Linked DNA regions of Triticum aestivum: region 1 is linked to region 2. The links are chromatin contacts, called in public Hi-C maps. All regions are on one chromosome and are shown on one strand. Each heading gives the region's core, a stretch centred on a gene start, on an enhancer-like site or on the middle of the called end of the contact. The rest is flanking DNA. Distances are from core to core; before and after follow the strand shown.

What was found. A called contact is a pair of places that touch in the nucleus more often than the background predicts.
Region 1: a Hi-C map of leaf shows a contact between it and region 2, with 3 times the contacts expected there. The contact joins the promoter of LOC123188019 here to the promoter of LOC123188015 in region 2. A contact is called at or near these places in 2 of 5 Hi-C or Micro-C datasets (both in leaf).

What each region holds. Positions count from the first base shown.
Region 1 is chr2A:140,428,332-140,431,031 of IWGSC CS RefSeq v2.1, forward strand. It overlaps LOC123188019 (ninja-family protein 1), which reads left to right and starts at 1,429. Exons shown (of 2, transcript NM_001426803.1): 1 at 1,429-2,225. The coding sequence starts at 1,724.
Region 2 is chr2A:139,748,611-139,751,310 of IWGSC CS RefSeq v2.1, forward strand. It overlaps LOC123188015 (nuclear transport factor 2), which reads left to right and starts at 1,302. Exons shown (of 10, transcript XM_044600044.1): 1 at 1,302-1,467. It also overlaps the pseudogene LOC123188016.

The sequences.
Region 1 (2,700 bases), core at 179-2,678, 680 kb after region 2:
GGAAGTCAGATCCGTTTTCACCTTTGGATTCATCGTGACGAGATCTTCGAAACTAGATCCCGCGTGGGTATGTTTTGATGAATTTTTTTGATGCCAACTTTGGTGCTATATGGTGCAACTAAAGTACTGCATTGTGCAACTAGAATACATTGCCGCGTCAACTGAGTATATGTGTGTGTAATTAGTCCTGCCAACTAAATATCAATGCGTGTGCAACTAGTGTCCTGCCAACTAAACATCAATGTGTATGCAACTAAGTATATGTGTGTGCAATTAGTATTCCTGCCAACTAATCATCAATGTGTATGCAACTGGACTATATTACAAGCCAACTAAGCATATGTGTGTGCAATTAGTATTCCTGCCAACTAAACATCAATGCGTGTGCAACTTGAATACGTTACAAGCCAACTAAACATCAATGTGTGTGCAACTAGACTACATTACAAGTTATGACAATTCATATGCGACTATGCGGATCAGATTGTACAACTCTGTGGCCATGTATGTGCCAACTAGAACTACTATGTGTTCAATTACAACTACTGTGGATGCAGCTCCAAAAAACTGGGTTTGAAAAAATTGCACCATGCAGTACTAAACTTGCACAAAGCAGTACTGAAGTTGCACAATATAGCGTTAAAGTTGGCATCAAAAAAATTTCGTCGAAACATACTCATGGGGGATCTAGTTTTAAAGATCTCATCGCAAAAAATTCAACAGTGAAGACGGATCTGAATTCCGGCGCGCGGTTTGAAAGATATGGCTTTTTAAAAATTTGGAAAACCAAAATAATTGTACGTGAAGCTGTTTGTTTCAAATTGGACTAACCAGTGTAAACACATTAAATACAAATAACAACATGCACTAACAGACAAAAATACAACTCATGCATGGTAAAAAAGTTCGGCCGCTCGTTTTCTTCAATTAGCGCACGGCCACTTTTTAAATTTTAGGTTATTTATAACCACCAACATTTACCGGAGGTGCGTATATAGATACAATCATACAAACAGTAGGAAGTAGAAAAAGGCAGAAGTAGTATTCCGGAGTGACACCGCACGGGGAGCCGTGCCCTGAGAACCGGAAGCCCGAAACGTGTCAGGCAGACGCCCCTACGCGGCCTCGACACGTCACACATCCCCAAGTACCATCACTACCAACCGCGGCCCCAGCCGAGCCGCGCCGAGCCGCGCGCCGCCCGATACCGGCTGGGCTTGTCGGGGTCCAACACGTGTACCCGCTGTCCGACACGTGGCCGGCCTCCATGCGCTCGTAGTCCCATCCAACTAGCTCCCCCCTGTTCCCGTCTCCAAACAATTTCGGTTTAATGGAGGGAGCAGTCTAACAACGAAGGAGATTAGAGCGACACGCAGGCCTCCTTCTCTTCTCCTCTCCTCTCCTCTCCATTCCCATCCTCCACCCCCCCCCCCCTCTCCCTCTCCCGCTCGCTCGAGGATCCCACGCGCGTCGGAGGGATCTGATTGCCGCCGATTCTACTGGCTCTGCTTGCCCGGCGCTCGTCGATTGTTTGTTCCTCCCTGGGCGCTGTGATGTTCTTCCCTCTGGGTTTGGAGACCGAGAATTGCCCCGCGCGGGACGGATTCGCGGCAATGGCGAGGCGTTCCTGAGAATTTGGCCGTCCTTGGAGCTTCGGGGGAGGAGGGATTGGCGTGTGCTTCGCGGCGGGGAATTGCTTGCTCTCTCTCTCTGCCGGACGGACATGGCGTCGAGGGACTTCTTGGGCAGGTTCGGCGGGGAGAAGGGGGCGGCGTCGGACAAGGCGGGGGGCGGCGCCGGCGAGGCGGACGAGGTGGTCGAGCTCAGCCTCGGCCTGTCCCTGGGCGGCTGCTTCGGCGCCAACTCCGGCCGGGACGCCAAGAAGCCGCGGCTGGTGCGCTCCTCCTCCCTCGCCGCCATGTGCTCGCTCCCGGGCACCAGCGACGACCTCGCCGCCGCGACGCCCCCGCCGGCGCCGCTGATGCGCACCAGCTCGCTCCCCACCGAGACCGAGGAGGAGCGGTGGCGCCGGCGCGAGATGCAGAGCCTCAAGCGCCTCCAGGCCAAGCGCAAGCGCCTCGAGCGCCGCACCTCCATGAACTCCGGCAAGTCCGGCGGCAGCAGCAGCCGGGACGACGCCCAGGAGCCGCTCTACCCCAGCGCGTTCCAGCTCCGCCGCTCCGTCGTCGACCAGGGGAACCCCTCCTCAAGCATGCCCGAGCAAGGTATGCACATGCTTTCACCAACTATTCGCTACAATCAGCTTGCAATTCCCACTGTTCTATTGCGCTTCCTTGCTCGAATTATTCATCCAGCTGCCTGTTAAGCTCTCGGCGATCCATGCAGGTCGGTGTCATGCCGAGCTCACCGTAGTTCTTTCGGTAGGAGATGCATGGGCAGAGGGGGGATCTAAAAAGTCGAGTGTTCTTTGCCATGGATCTTGCTTTGGTATTGTGATTTACCGGGATCGATTCGTTAGAACGCTAGCTCAGCCGATGCTTTTCTTTTTCGCCAAATTCGTTAGAAATGGGGAATTCTTTTCTGCACAACCTGATGATGCTTCCACGTACGCATGGGATTTGTTGTGTTCTTTTCGGGGCGTTTGTTTTGGGTGATGTCATTTCTGGGATTATTTCGAGCCGTGCTGTTGCTCCTAGGGTCTGGAGAGATGCCTTCTACGGCATGTTTCTAAGCAGCTTC
Region 2 (2,700 bases), core at 52-2,551:
GCCCGAGATCACACGCTCATCAGCCTCCTTTCTCAACTTCATCAACTTCACTGCCGAAATCCTCCTCATAAACAGGCAAGTCATCCTCATCGTTACCGGCAGACTGATCCATGAAGAACAAAGGACCATCCCTGTCATGATCCGACACCGCAGCCCCAAGCTCAGTGCCAAACTCCAGTGGCGCATAGATCGGCCCAAACAGTGAACTCTCCAGCTGCCTCATCTCCTCCGCCTCTTGATTCTGCTTGGCTTCCAACGCCTTGGCCTTCCTTTTCTTCAAACCCTTATTGTGATCCTCCTTAGCCCTCTTTTGCTTCCTATCCTTACTGTGTCTCTCTGTCTTGGGTTTCCTTACCAGCCTCTGCATCAAAAGCAACGGGTGCCTCATCGCCATCATCATCGACTCCACTTGTCTCCATTCGGCGCTTCCAGGGCGCATTCTGGGATAGCAAGCTCATCCTGACCCAAGGAACAGCCTGCTAAATAACATCAATAAATGAGACCATGCTAATCCACAAATGTACAAAGCTTCTACTAATTTTGCAAGTTAGGGTAGTGAGGCCTATGACCCCAGCCAAAATGGTGACCACCGGCACACAATTTGGAGGATCATCAGTTTGGGCTTAATCATTCATATCAGTGTGTGACTAATTTTTGGAACGAATCGCTGTATGACTAATAAAAGCTCATACCTCGAACACCGATGTCCAGTTGTCCACTGCTGCGGACGGGGTGGCGACAGCAGGTCAGCAGGGACGCGACGCCGCGACGAGATAGAACAGGGTTGGCGGCGATGTAAGCGACGCGCGCGAGAGGTGTGAGGCGTCGGCGGCGGCGCTAAGCTAACGGCTGCGGCGGCGGATTGGAGGAGCTTGGATGCAGGCCAGAGCACGAGGTAGGCCACCCAGGAGAGAAGAAGAGGACGTACGGGCTTGGTGGTGGAGAAGCGACTGCGGAGCACGCGGAGGGTCAGGTGGAGGGCTGCCGCGCCGCCGTCAAGAGTGAGGGAGGGGAGCGCGGCCGCCGCCGCGCCGCCAGGATAGGAGGGTTCTTCTAGAAGAAAAAGAAAAAAACAAAGACTAGCAACATCGGGGTCGGAGCAACAAAAGGTCGGTCGGACTCGTGGGTCGGACCGACGGAGCCCAGCCGCAGCCCGAGCGTGCTGCGATCGGGTCCGGTCCGAGTCCGACCGCAAGCTGCCGAGTGAGGGCCCAGAAGCCAGTGAGACGCAGCGGGAACATTCGCGACCCGTCCCCCACCCCCCAAAACCCTTCCCGTTATAAACCCCCTCCGACTCCTGCTCCTTCCTTTCCTCTCTCTCTCTCTCTCTCTCGCTCCGCCTCCTCGATCGAGTCCAGTCCAACTGCCCCGCCCGCCCGCCACCCGCGCCGCCCAGCCGCTCCGCTAGGGTTCGCCCGCCCTCCCGTGGCTGTCCGCGGCGGCGGCGGCCCGTGCTCCGTCCGGAAGGTAGCGCCCCTCTCCCTCTCCCCGCGCGCGCGTCTCGATCTCTCCCGTTTTACGCTTTTCCGTTCCGTTCCGCCGGCTCTCGGCTCGCCCGGTGCGCGCTCGTCCTCCCTCCTCGTCGTGCCGCGGCTCGAGGGATCCCGTGGGCCTCGTCGGTCTGCGCGGGGGGTAGGGTTTGGCGCGGTGTAATGCTGCCGGTCTGGGCGGGTTCCGGGTTTAAACCGCGTCGTCTGGGGATTAGCACCGGGCTGTTCTGGGTTGTTTGTTGGATGTAAATTGGTGTCGGAGCGGCTACGGACAAGCTTTCTTGTGGCTTGTGCGCTTGGGTGAAGGAAAGGGACTCCCTTTGACGACAGAATTGACGTATTGTGTGGGTTGCTGGCTGGCTGGGGTTCACGTAATGATGTTTTGTGTGAAAATGCCATCTTTTTTTGTCCATACTCTCAATCGCTATTAAACTGATGTTGTCCGTTGACTGGTTTGGAGTATCAGGACACGGTGTGCGAAAATGTCATCTAATGTATTTTCTTGCTGTGGTCATTAGATATAGATAGCTTATGTGTCTTTTGTGGTTTCAGAATTTTGGTGGGAGTGCTCCATCATGGCACCGAGCTGCAGAGACATTTAGTATTGCTTTTGCCTCGTGGAACATTCTTTGTTTGCATTGCAATTGGCTTACGTGCATCAGGTCTGGTGGATGGTTCGACGTGTAGTTTGTTCATTTTGTTATCTAGTTTACTGTTTCAGTTCTGAAAGTTCAATCATTTTCCTGTTGTGAGTTGTTTTTTCCTATATGGATGCTACTCTGAACGGTAGTCGATTTTCTTTGCTTAAAGAGGTTGTAGCTGGCTTTTCTGATGATTTGATTTATTTCCAATGTTGATATGCTCAGGTTGAGTCTGCTGAATAAATGGTTATTGTTTTGTGTGATGATTGGGAGAAATTGGGAAAACAATCATGAGCTCAAGTTCCAAACGCTGTATCCAATTTTTCTCAATCTGATAGTTATTGTCATTGGCTATATCTGGGATCTGATAGTTATTGGCATTGTTCCAAGTTCTTATTTTACGCTTTCCCTGCAATCAACTTGGCTTGCTCGGTGCACGCTTGTCCTTGTCGTGGCGTCGTGGCGTGGCTTTTGTGGGTTTTGTCGGTCCATGCGGGGGTCGGGTTTGGTGGGTTTAAAACTGTGTTTCTGTGAATTAACAACGGATTATTCTGGGTGGGTTCTTTAAT